2 separate regions of the Salmo salar genome follow, and region 1 is linked to region 2. A link is a contact called in public Hi-C data. All regions are on one chromosome and are shown on one strand. The core of a region is the stretch at or near the end of the contact, and the rest is flanking DNA. Distances in the headings are between cores, read along the strand shown.

What was found. Hi-C and Micro-C count contacts between places; a contact is called where the count stands out from the background.
Region 1: a contact with region 2 is called in a Hi-C map of gill, with 3 times the contacts expected there. The contact joins the promoter of LOC106570364 here to the promoter of LOC106570362 in region 2. A contact is called at or near these places in 2 of 3 Hi-C or Micro-C datasets (gill and muscle).

Annotation. Positions count from the first base shown.
Region 1 is chrssa14:78,939,176-78,946,049 of Ssal_v3.1, reverse strand. It overlaps LOC106570364 (small integral membrane protein 13), which reads left to right and starts at 3,595. Exons shown (of 2, transcript XM_014142592.2): 1 at 3,595-4,153; 2 at 5,671-6,688. The coding sequence starts at 4,078. The coding sequence ends at 5,849.
Region 2 is chrssa14:78,801,014-78,807,313 of Ssal_v3.1, reverse strand. LOC106570362 (transmembrane protein 170B) reads left to right here and starts at 4,576. Exons shown (of 3, transcript XM_014142589.2): 1 at 4,576-4,991. The coding sequence starts at 4,820.

The DNA.
Region 1 (6,874 bases), core at 2,346-4,845, 140 kb before region 2:
AAATACAGGTGTGCCAAGCTTGTAGTGTCATACCCCAAAAGACTTGAGGCTGTAATCACTGCCAAAGGTGCTTCAACAAAGTAGAGAGTAAAGGGTCTGAATACTGATGTAAACATTTTATTTTTAATACATTTGCAAAAATTCTGAAACACTGTTTTTGTTTTGGCGTTATGGGGTATTTTGTGTACAGTAGATTGATGAGGGGGGAAAAACTATTTAATCCATTTTAGAATAAGTCTGTAACGTAACAAAATGTGGGGTCTGAATACTTTCCGAATGCACTGTGTGTGTTTATTAGCTGCCAAGGGAGTTTTTTTTTATTTTCCTCAGTGTGAATGGAGTTGTGGTGTGAATACAGGCAATTAATAATTGCAGTTTTCGTATCAAGACGTGAGATGGGTTAGATCATGCAGAGTGTGACCCAATAGCAACACAGAGACAGGAAGTAGCAACACCGAGACATGAAGTGGTGATGAAAGAAACAAAACAGCCTAAACAGATGGAATCTGATGTGGAGTATCAGAATGAAATGTTATTAATTAGTCTGTGATAGTTTATCTCCCCAAATGTTTATAATGTTTTAGACAAACCTTTACAGATGAAACATGAATTGACAATGGAAAATATGTAGGAAAGTTATTTCATTTGTCACAGTTTTGGTAGTGGTACTGATAAGCCTTCATCTTTAGGGGAGTTGTAAGTCTTTCTACTGCAATACTTCTCTTGTGACTCACTGTGCTGTGAGCTGTTCATACGTGCTATTCACTGCTATTATTACTGATGGGAAAATATAATGGTTATTTTGAGAATGAGGAAATTCACCAAACTGCTGTTGTGGAAAGAAGCAGGGGTTTAATAAATTCATGACTCATTTTGAGGAAACAGTTTCTCTATTAGTGCATTGTCTTACTTTATGTTGTCACTCCTTCGCAATGCTCGTCCCTCAATCAGTGCAGGAGGAATAGTTGTGCTATCTGACATAAGACAATGCACTAATAGAGAAACTGTTTCCTCAAAATGAGTCATGAAAATCTAAATTTTTCCTGGCCACTGTGCTTTCACATCTGCTTTGCTTGCTCTTTGGGGTCTAAGTCAAGTAACTGTAAAACACTTTGTGATTACTGCTGGGCTTAATGAAATGCATGCAATTGTTTTAATTGATTTATCAAACACATCTATAGCCTCTTCAATGCACATGATAAGTGTGTCATTGTGAAATAACCTAAATATATGTATTTCTTAGTTCTCGGGGGCTCTTGGTTTGACCATGTTGCTGATTGGTATGCTCAGAAAGATGAATGTGATACCCTTTCAATGACATATGAGGATATGGTCAAGGTAAATTAATTTCCATAATGATAAGATCACAAAACAGTGGATTGCATATTGGCAAGACTAATCAAACAACAACACAACAACAATTGCTTTCAGGACACACGAGGTGCAGTTGTCAGGATAACAAACTTCTTGGGTAAAAACCTGGATGACTGAACCATTGACACAATAGTGGACAAATCCTCCTTCAGTAACATGAAAGAAAACCCACAGGCTAAAAATGATATACAGCATCCTGCATTTTTTAAACAAAGTGGATCCTTGATTTGAAAAGGTATGGTATATTAATAATGCTCATGCTTGGGTTAATCATTAAGTTAATTTCAATTAATGGTAAAAAAATTAACCAAAGAAAATATAAAAATACTAGTCGATAGTTAGTTGAAATGTTGTTGACAGTTAGTTGACTACTGAACATACAAATAATCTATTTGGGACTATCCAAATACTGTGCATTCACACTGCACCTTATCCCAGGGCTAAGAGCCTCTAAGCCCTGGGCTAAGGGAGATTTTAGCCCGGGGCTAAGCAAGTGTTGCACATTCTAAAGTGGGATAGCACCAACCTTAGCCCTGGGCTAATACCAACTTTTTGGGGCTAGCCCCAGAAACACGGTGCCAAAATATCCAGTGAAACTGGATTGTTCTACGTCTAGAATGCTCACTGTCCAATTACAAAATCTGCACTGTTACTTAATTTACATATGCTCGTGATGCCTGTAATGTGTTCTGCACGCTATTTTGATAAGGAAATTGGTACTATTTCATCCTGAGGACAAAAACCCAAATAACGTGCATAGCGGGCCAGATCGAAAAAATAGCGGGCCAGATCGAATTTCAAAAGTGAAACATATTGATTGTTTCCGAGGTCAGATAGGCAGACAGCAAGGTTTATACAAACAAACCATCACTGTTGGAAACTAAATGCTAGGCTAAAAGCAAGAGCAAATAATGTGCTAATAAATGTCTTATTGCTTATAACATTGGTCACGTGTCAGAGAAAGAATGTTGGTAGCATGTTGTTTGTCCGTTAGCTCAGGGTTTTGGAATACAAGCTTAAATCCTTAGCCAGGGCTAAAGCTTAGTCCAGGCTTAATAAATGCTTGTGCGAACGCAGGCTAAGCTAGCCCAGGGCCAGTCTAGCCTGGGGCTAAGACCAATGCAGTGTGAAAAGGCCTATAAAGTGATACCATACTGTCTGTTATGTCTCTAATCAGGGAAGGTGGGGGACTGGAAGACTATGTTCACAGTGGCCCAGAGTGAGATGTTTGACAAGATCTACACGGAGAAGATGAAAGACCTTCCCCTTGAATTTGACTGGTAGCTGTGAAAAGAGACGTGTCCTGAACACAGAATGGTAGTGAAAGCTTTCACCAGCTTGGTTGAAGATGTCAGAAGAATGGATCCAGATACTTGTTGTTGTGGATCTGACTTGTCAAATTGAACTCCAGTTGTGTGAATTACTCTAAATATGTCACGTTTTGGGGGATCTAGGTCTAACTAGATTGGAAGAAATAACTCTCAAATGACATTGGAGGCGGCTTATGGTAGAGAAATTAAATTATCTGGCAACAGCACTGGTGGACATTCCTGCAGACAGCAAGCCAATTGCATGCTCCATCAACTTGGTTATAAAAAGATGCACATGCAAAAGTTTAACATACATATACACTATTATTAAGATGCTTTCATAATTCATATATACATACTATGCTACAAGAAAATGTACTTTAGTAGCCATGGTTTGCTAGACAAAGCCTGTGGAGATTAATGGTGTTTTTGTATAATGGCCAAAAATAAAGTCTGTGGTACACACAGGTTTAGGAGATCGTATACGTTTTGTCCTATGAGATCATCTTCATCAGCTAACGTCCCTTTTAGTAAATTCTGATGCATTTATGTAGGGTCGGCAGGTAGCCTAGCGTTGGGTCAGTAACCGAAAGGTTGCTAGATCGAATCCCCGAGCTGACAAGGTAAAAATCTGTTGTTTTCCCCCTGAACAAGGTAGTTAACCCACTGTTCCTAGGCTGTCATTGTAAATAAGAATCTGTTCTTAACTGACTTGCCTAGTTAAATAACATTTATCATTTATAAATGTCATGCTTGATATTATCTCATAGAACAAATCGTATAAGATCTCCTAAGCCTGTGTTAACCTCAGACCTTATTTTCGGCGTTTATCCCAAAACCCTATTCTTTCCCCATTAATTTTCACATAGGAACGGCTGAACGAACCAGAGGTAAATCATTTCCGGGTTTTAGAACTGAAAGCTAGCGAACTCTATTGAATACAGTACCCAAAATGCAACGCGTATCTTGAGCCTACTGCGCATGCTCACACCGATTTTGTAATATCTGCTTTTCTTCCCCAAATGTAATCGTTCAGGTTGCAATAATGCAGCTAGATATGAACGGTACTTTATCCGTCCATGATTTTGGCACTGTAAACCGACGTTGACATTTTTGCAGGCGGCGAGACCGCATCACTCAGCAACGAAGGGTTTCTTTTCCTTCGCCGCACTAGCTAGTTAGGTATCCTCCACCCATGTTGAAGCAAGGAATTATGTTGTAACGTTATTTCTGTGGCAAACAACAGTTGTAAACTGTCAGTCTGGTGAATGAGTTAATGGACTGAACGGTAAAGCGAATTGGGGAGTTAACGTAGCTGTCAACAACTTTGACTTTGTAACGCGTTAGCTAACTAGAAGCTAGCTGGCTAGTTAGCCCTGACAAGAAGACAAACATGTGGCAAAGCGTTGGTCTAACTGTGCTGGTTATTGTGGCCACCCTTGTGTGCGCGTTGCTCTTCATGGTGTTTGGTAAGTAACATAATATTTTGCCTTAAATTTTCCGTTTTCTTGAATGTAATGTGAAATATGACTACTCGGACACAGCTGTGAAACGTATTAGCGGTTAGGTACAGTAAGCTAGCTAGCATTCAGCCATGATTATACTTAGTGCTTGCCATGGTGTTGCATATCCAGCTACATGCCATCCATCTTTCTTTAGTGAGCAGTCTTGACCTTTTTCCTTCTCAAAATGTTGAGTAGGTAGATCAAAGTTGTCTATACAAAGAATAATCTCTCAAGCCCTCAATACATCATGTTAGAAGTTTGTCCCCCATAGCTATTATTCATTGGATCAGTTTAAATAATTGATACATATCAGTTGAGTCTCTTTTTTGTGCTTGACCAGTGTTCAGCAGGATTGTCTTGCAACATCATCCAGTCAGGCAGTCCCCTCTATAAAGGGGAGGAGACTGAAGGAGCGTAGCATGGCAATGGCACTAATTTGACCTATAATAATAACCCTATCTGTCTATAATAATCCCAAAGTGTGATGATCAATTGTTGAGGCCCAATTACATTAATTTATACATACCTGTGTGTGGAAAACAATGACTTACTTGATGTTAAGTTTTGGACTTTATCTTGTGTTTTTACACTGAACAAAAATATAAATGCAACATGCAACAATTTAAGATTTTACTGAATTACAGTTCATATAAAGAAATCCAGTTAATGAAATACATGAATTATGCCATAATCTATAGATTTCACATGCCTGGGAATACAGATATGCATCTGTTGGTCACAAATACCTTTAAAAAAAGAAAGAAAAATAGTCAGTATCTGGTGTGACCACCATTTACTTCATGCAGCGGGACACATCTCCTTCGGTTGTGCCAACCCACAGTTTCATCATATGTCCGGGTCGCTGGTCTAAGACGATCCTGCAGGTGAAGAAGCCGGATGTGGAGGTTCTGGGCTGGTGTGGTAACACGTGGTCTGCGGTTGTGAGGCCGGTTGGACGTACTGTCAAACTCTCAAATGATGTTGGAGGCGGCTTATGGTAGAGAAATTAAATTATCTGGCAACAGCACTGGTGGACATTCCTGCAGACAGCAAGCCAATTGCACGCTCCATCAACTTGAGACATCTGTGGCATTGTGGTGTGTGACAGGACTAAACATTTTAGTGGTGTTTTATTGTCCCCAGCACAAGGTGCACCTGTGTAATGATCCTGCTGTTTAATCAGCTTCTTGATATGCCACACCTGTCAGGTGGATGGATTATCTTGGCATAGGAGAAATGCTCACTAACAGTGCCGTAAACAAATTAGTGCACACAATTTGAGAAGCTTTTTGTGCATATGGATCATTTGTGGGATTATCTATTTCGGCTCATGAAACATGGGACCAACACTTTTTTTACATGTTGTGTTTATTGTTGTTCAGTGTGTATATAAAAATAAATTACAACAAATGAATTGTTTGATTCATATACGGTCACTGTTCACTTTCTATTGAGGACTTTTGTTCTTTTTGGCACCTCAGGTTGGTATGTTGTCTGGCAGCTCTTCCTGTCCAAGTTCAAGTTCCTGCGTGAGATGTTGGGCGACACCGGATCTCCACAGACAGAGACCCAGCCGTCCGAATCAAAGAGCAAGCGTACCTCTCCTCCAACCCAACGCCAGAGGCGTCAGAGGGTCATTCCTCCTGAAAGCACTACATAGATGACCACACCCATCCGCTATCAGTCTCACCCTGTCCCCCTATTCACCAACCCTCGTCCCTCTAGGAAACCGTGGTGGACAAAATGAAACCCCTTACTAAATGGCATGATGTCGAATGTCATACTATTCCAATGTCCATGCATACTACTCCCCTTTCCACTACCTTACGACGTCCTCGTCGTAGACACTTGATACTCTACTTTTCTCTCCTGGACACTCTTACTAGACTACGCATAGCTGCTGATGTTATAAAGGCACAAGCCATCAAATCATGGGACGTTCTGTGTACAACTTTTTCACATTTCAAATATGTATTTTAGCTGTTCACAGTATATGTACTGAGCAGCACGTCCAGTCTCTTCACCTGGCCTTAACTGACACTGCAACATGGTCAGCTCTGACTGGCTGACACTGCAATATGGTCAGCTCCCACTGGCTGTCATGCTGCTAACACCTGCACAGGGAATCGCTGCTAACACCTGCACAGGGAATCTGTTTCTCCATGATCACACAAGTGAATTCTCTGTCATGACTGTGTATGTGTGCATTTTGAGAGTTTGTTTATTTGAACATACATGTTTTTGTAGCAAAGCCTATATACTGACAAATCTAGACAAACTGTTGTATAAAACAGGCTCATTTGTTAGCATTTGCTTTCAGAAGCAAACAACTGCTAGAAGAAAAAAAACGGAATGAAACAATTTGTATAACTGACAAAGTTCCTCGTCGTGTTCATTTCACTTTATTTGTAACCAAAGTGCAATGAAAGGAATGTTTATTTTTGTGGTTATTTTATTGTTGGTCAGAAATTAATACATATACAGTGCATTCAGAAAGTATTCAAACCCCTTGACTTTTTCCACATTTTGTTACGTTACAGCCTTATTCTAAAATTGCTATACATTTTTTTTTTTACCCTCATCAAGGGGAAACACAGATCTCCAGATCTGTGCCTCGATACAATCCTGTCACGGAGCTCTACGGAAGATTCCTTTGACCTCATGGCTTAGTTTTTGCTCAGACAT
Region 2 (6,300 bases), core at 3,327-5,826:
AGGCCATTCTACCGCCAATGTTTGTCTATGGAGATTGCATGGCTCTGTGATCGATTTCATACACCTGTCAGCAACGGGTATGGCAGAAATAGCCGAATCCACTAATTTGAAGGGGTGTCCATATACTTTTGCATATCTAGTGTACCAGTGAATTTGAACTGAACATTTCACTGAAGAACATTCTTTTATTTTGGACTCACATAGGTCATGGCCGTATGCCAAACACCACCCTAATTCCTATATTTAGGAAATAGGGTGCAATTTGGGATCCAGATCATATGACTGATATCCATTGAAGTTTTCACACCGTACAGAGATAGCTTGGTATCAAAGGCATTCAGAGAGGTGAGAAAGAGTCAAATAGCTCTTTCATCCCACTAACCTGACCTAAACTACTCAAAGGTCTGGAGGGTGGGTGGGGTTGGGCTATAACCCCCAGAAATGGCTATCCTTTCATCTACCTAGCCCTTCACTCTCAATAATATCCCACAGTTGAATTCCTCACTTCTTTATATATCAGATACACATTCAAATCCAATCTATCTATTTCAAAACCTGATATCACAGACCCAACAATAGGTAAAACCCAACCGCCCGTGCAATATTTCTATATATCATCAATTCATTATGTAATGTGATAATCGGCTGTTATGGTTCATCTGTTCAGAGCCTACAGTAGTTCACATGGGATAATTGGTGGGGGATGGTGATTGGTTAACAGTGTGGGATGAAAGACAGAGAGCTTCAGAGCAAAACTTCCCAACCACTACAAAGGACTCAGGGTTCAAGAAGCCAATGTTGTCCATAGCAGAGCTTTGACACAGTCACGCTACAACTTTCTGCTACTTTCACAGCTTTATGGATGGGAAATCTGGTCAGGGTAGTACCACAGAGAGTGAAATTATACCTATGACACATTTTCTCTCTATTGTAAGCTATATCTTTTGTTATGATGCCAAGGCTGTTTGGAATTCAGACACTAGACCAGATCAAGTGTTAGTATATCAAAGTTTGCACCGGTTCTTTTCAAAAGTGAATAAAACTTAAGGTAGAGCACAAGTAAACAAGATAAGGAATACGATCTTGAGAAAGGGATCAAGTGTAAAAATATATATATTTTTGTTTATGTCTATGTTTTTGTATTTTATTGCCTTCTGAAAGTGCAAAAGCCTAGTAAATCTAGCCCAAGGTATTGTACAGTGATCCTATTATGATCGACATAGCATTCCATCTACCAAATCACATTCAGGTCGTTCACCTCACTGTGCATTCCTGACATCATGTGGAAGGTACACTCCCGAGGTGTCAGATGTCTGACTTTTCTTCTTCATTTTCATACCTTTTGAACTGGGACACATCTGAAAATACTTCACCCTTAGAGATTTGTTCCAGAACACTCAGAGACCATAACACTGTCTCTGTCTCTCTCTCTCTCTCTCTCTCTCTCTCTCTCTCTCTCTCTCTCTCTCTCTCTCTCTCTCTCTCTCTCTCTCTCTCTCTCTCTCTCTCTCTCTCTCTCTCTCTCTCTCTCTCTCTCTCTCTCTCTCTCTCTCTCTCTCTCTCTCTCTCTCTCTCTCTCTCTCTCTCTCTCTCTCTCTCTCTCTCTCTCTCTCTCTCTCTCTCTCTCTCTCTCTCTCTCTCTCTCTCTCTCTCTCTCTCTCTCTCTCTCTCTCTCTCTCTGTCTGTCTCTGTCTCTGTTTCTGTCTGTCTCTCTCTCTTGCTGTCACTCTGAGAATCTCTCTCTTTCTGTCTCTCTCTCTTCCTCTCTCTCACAACGACTATGAAATCAGTCTCACAATGACTATGAAATTGAAACCGTGTAAGTGATAGCTTCACATTGTACTTAAATTTTGTTTTTGCAGTGTTTAATGTATTGAATCTAAATCATGCAAATTAAAGTTAGACTGTCTTATTGGCCTAGTTCTATAGAAGTTTATCCTTACAGACTCCACTCTCACACAGAAATGTAACCATTTTTGCACTCATGTAGTAACAACTGTAGAGCCATTTGCAAAACATAGAAAAAGCCATTTGCAAAACCCCAGTGTTATATATATTAAGAAGCCTTACAATCTTAATAATGCTTATACAGTACCAGTCAAAAGTTTGACACACCTACTCATTCAAGGGATTTTCTATATTTTTACTATTTTCTACATTGTAGAATAATAGTGAAGACATCAAAATGATGAAATAGAACACATGGAATCATGTAGTAACCAAAAAAGTGTTAAACAAATCAAAATATATTTAATATTTTAGATTCTTCACAGTAGTCACCCTTTGCCATGATGACAGCTTTGCACACCCTTGGCATTCTCTCAACCAGCTTCACTTGGAATGCTTTTCTAACAGCCTTGAAGGAGTTTCCACATATGCTGAGCACTTGTTGGATACTTTTCCTTCACTCTGCGGTCCAACTCATCCCAACCCACTCAATCGGTTTGAGGTTGGGTGATTATGGAGGCCAGGTCATCTGATGCAGCACTCCATCACTCTCCTTCTCGGGCAATTAGCCCCTACACAGCCTGGAGGGGTGTTGGGTCATTTTCCTGTTCAAATGATAGTCCCACTAAGCAGAAACCAGATGGGATGGCGTATCACTGCAGAATGCTGTGGTGTCACCAGCAAAGCACCCCCACACCATCACTCCTCCTCTTCCATGCTTCACAGTGGGAACCACACATGCAGAGATCATCCATTCACCTACTCTGCGTCTCACAAAAACACGGCGGTAGGAACCAAAAATCTCACATTTGGACTCATCAGCCCAAAGGACAGATTTCCACCAGTCTAATGTCCATTGCTCATGTTTCTTGGCCCAAGCAAGTCTCTTCTTCTTATTGTTGTCCTTTAGTAGTGGTTTCTTTGCAGCAATTCGAACATGAAGGCCTGATTCACTCAGTCTCCTCTGAACAGTTGATGTTGAGATGTGTCTGTTACTTGAACTCTGTGAAGCATTTATTTGGGATGCAATTTCTGAGGCTGGTAACTCTAATGAACTTATCCTCTGCAGCAGAGGTAACTCTGGGTCTTGATTTCTTGTGGCGGTCCTCATGAGAGCCAGTTTCATCATAGCGCTTGATGGTTTTTGCGACTGCACTTGAAGAAACTTTCAAAGTTCTTTACATTTTCCCGGATTGACTGACCTTCATGTCTTAAAGTAATGATGGACTGTCGTTTCTCTTTGCTTATTTGAGCTGTTCTTGCCATAATATGGACTTGGTTTTTTACCAAATAGGGTTATCTTCTGTATACCACCCCTACCGTGTCACAACACAAGTGATTGGCTCAAACGCATTAAGAAGGAAAAAAATTCCACTATTTAACTTTTAACAAGTTACACCTGTTAATTGAAATGCATTCCAGGTGACTAGCTCATGAAGTTGGTTGAGAGAATGCCAGGTGTGAAAAGCTGTCATCAAGGCAAAGGGTGGCTACTTTGAAGATTCTAAAATCTAAAATATATTTGATTTGTTTAACACTTTTGTGGTTGCTGCATCACATCCGGCCGTGATTGGGAGTCCCATAGGGTGGTGCACGATTGTCCCAGCGTCGTCTGGGGTAAGCTGTCATTGTAAATAAGACTTTGTTCTTAACTGACTTGCCTAGTTAAATAAAGCTAAAATAAATGTGTTATTTCATAGTTTTAATGTCTTCACCATTATTCTACATTGTAGAAAATAGTAAAAATATAGAAGAACCCTTGAATGAGTAGGTGTGTCCAAACTTTTAACTGGTACTGTACATTTTGTAGCAATGCTGGAATTCACATTTATAAATCTATTCAAAGTCTATTCATGCTAATTAACAATAGTCATTCGACCTACTGTAACAAGTCTCCCCACTAACTTGATGTGAAATGTAAAACCTGCAAAGTGATGATCTAAATTCTAATATCTATTTGTTGAAGGGACCATAATGGAGATAAGTTATGTTGCTAGCTCTGGTGCAAAAGGCTCTTTATTATGCTGTGCATGGTTCCTGATAAATGGACAAATAAAAAGTAGCTTTCAGATTTTTCATCCACTTTCATAGCAAAATCTTTGTGTCTGGAATGTTAGCTGATACATCTCTGATATATTTCCCGAATGAGGACCTTAATATTTACTCATTTTATAGTAATACAGAATATATGGTCTGCTGAATATGATGCCTCTTATTTATATTATGCTATGCTACTCCACCTTTATCAGGCGATTTAAGATTGACGCTTCGGGGAGCGAATCAGCACCATGGACAGTACCTGCATCAATACGACGTCATGGACAACGCCCTGCAATACACAAACGCATCATTCTTGTAGTAGAGTGTAACAAAACTGTCTTTTCATTGAAAATCAAAAGATTTGTCAGCTAACTCCTTAGTTAAATGCAGACTTCTACTAGCCTACAACATCCATCACTGATTTTCACAATTTTACCGCTCACTTACACCCGCATGGGCCAAATGATTACGCACGTTTTCAGCGTAAACGCTACTGTACTAATTACTCATCTTTTGTTCCCCATTCATAAGCTGCTACAATATCATAACAGTACGCTTTCACTGTATACTCCCCTTTAACTGGTGACGGCCCCTTTAAGGGTTATGTAGAGAGAAGGGCTGATGTAGGACGACTCCTCTGTGTGCGCTGCCATCCTCATCATGGCCTCCAAACAACCGCCGCTGCAACCGAGAATGAGCACGAGCAGACGAGCTGTTGGCCCTTTCCTTCCCCGCGCGGAGACCAACAACGTTAAGCCGAAACAGAGGCACCGGTAGAGGGGTGCGCGCCGGGGGATCAAGCCTCCGAGCTCATGCCACCCCTGTCTCCTCGATGTCTTCGTCAAAAGCCACTTACAGCCATTTGACAAAGAGGGATGCAAACCCGGGCGGCGGCAGCGCCGGCGGCAGAAACATGAACACGAATAGGGATTATTCTATCAATCTATCGGTGCAGCAAGTGCTGAGCCTTTGGGTGCAAGGCACGACGCTGCAACATTTCACAGGTAGGCTATGTACTGTATGTCACATTATTACTGTACAGTGTAAACACATGTCGTGCACTTGGCAGCGTTTCAACCGCTGTGTGTGGGATCTGGCTCAGTTCACCCAATTACCGGTGTTGTAGGATACACACAGGGCTGGCCGTTTTCTATTAATTTACTGTACTGTTGGATAGAATGGGGTGACATGGGCAGCTGTGCGCGTCCATTTTTAAAGGGAGAGTATACACGGTATGAAATATCAACCGGGCACCGGTAACTGCCCCGAGGTGTTTCTTCTGTCGGTCTCCATACTGTAGCCTACCGGTACCTTACTTTTTAAGAGGCATTCGCCTCTCAATGCCTTGGTGTCACTTGAATAACAACGGCCAATGTGTTACGGCAATTAAATTATAAACACAAATATAATTTAACTCAGTCATCGAATGAATAACAAGTATTTTCTACCGGTTAATGCATCTTTATGCTGCGTGAATGCACTTGGCACTGTGAAATGTAGTGTTGTCATCTCTGTTGCAGCCACACAGCCCTCTTTCCTTTGTCTTGAGGTCCAGTAATCACAGGTAATTAGTGTCATCCTCTCCAACTCCTGGATAGGCTGTCTGGGGTGTTCTAGGGAGATATGGCACATCCATCCACGCCTTACATTTACAGTGTGTGTATGTGTGTGTGTAAAAGGAGGCCTAGATGCTGTATTGTAGACTACTGTGACTATTCTGCACAGCAGTGGGTAACTTGTAAATTACTGTAAGTATTTGTTGAGATGTAAACAGTCATGAGTGACTGTCACAGAAGATGATTAAACACCTGACTAACCAGTCTTTACAATTAGGACTCTCTCTCTCTCTCTCTGTCTCTCTGTCTCTCTCTCTCTCTCTGTCTCTCTCTCTCTCTGTCTCTGTCTCTCTCTGTCTCTGTCTCTCTCTCTCTCTCTCTATCCTATCCCCCCTCTCTCAAAAGGCTTTTACAAGTTTTTATTTATTTACAAAATGAGATATGATATCAGCATGCTAGTACATTGGTCATTGTACTTGTGGTATTCATTTTGAATACGTGAAAATGGTAAAGTGGTAAGAGAATACAATAACCTAAGAATACAATAACCTAAGAATACAATAACCTAAGAATGAATTGGGCGGTGGAACAACTGACATTACAATGTCATAATAACAAGATATTTCAAGACCTCTCTTGACTGGAATTCCTTTTTGCCTTGCAAAGAGAAGGATGGACACACTGTATACGGGCATCATAGCTGGCATGTAGATGTTATGAGAGCAAGCCCAAGCGGACATCCTGGGCTGAGAAACAT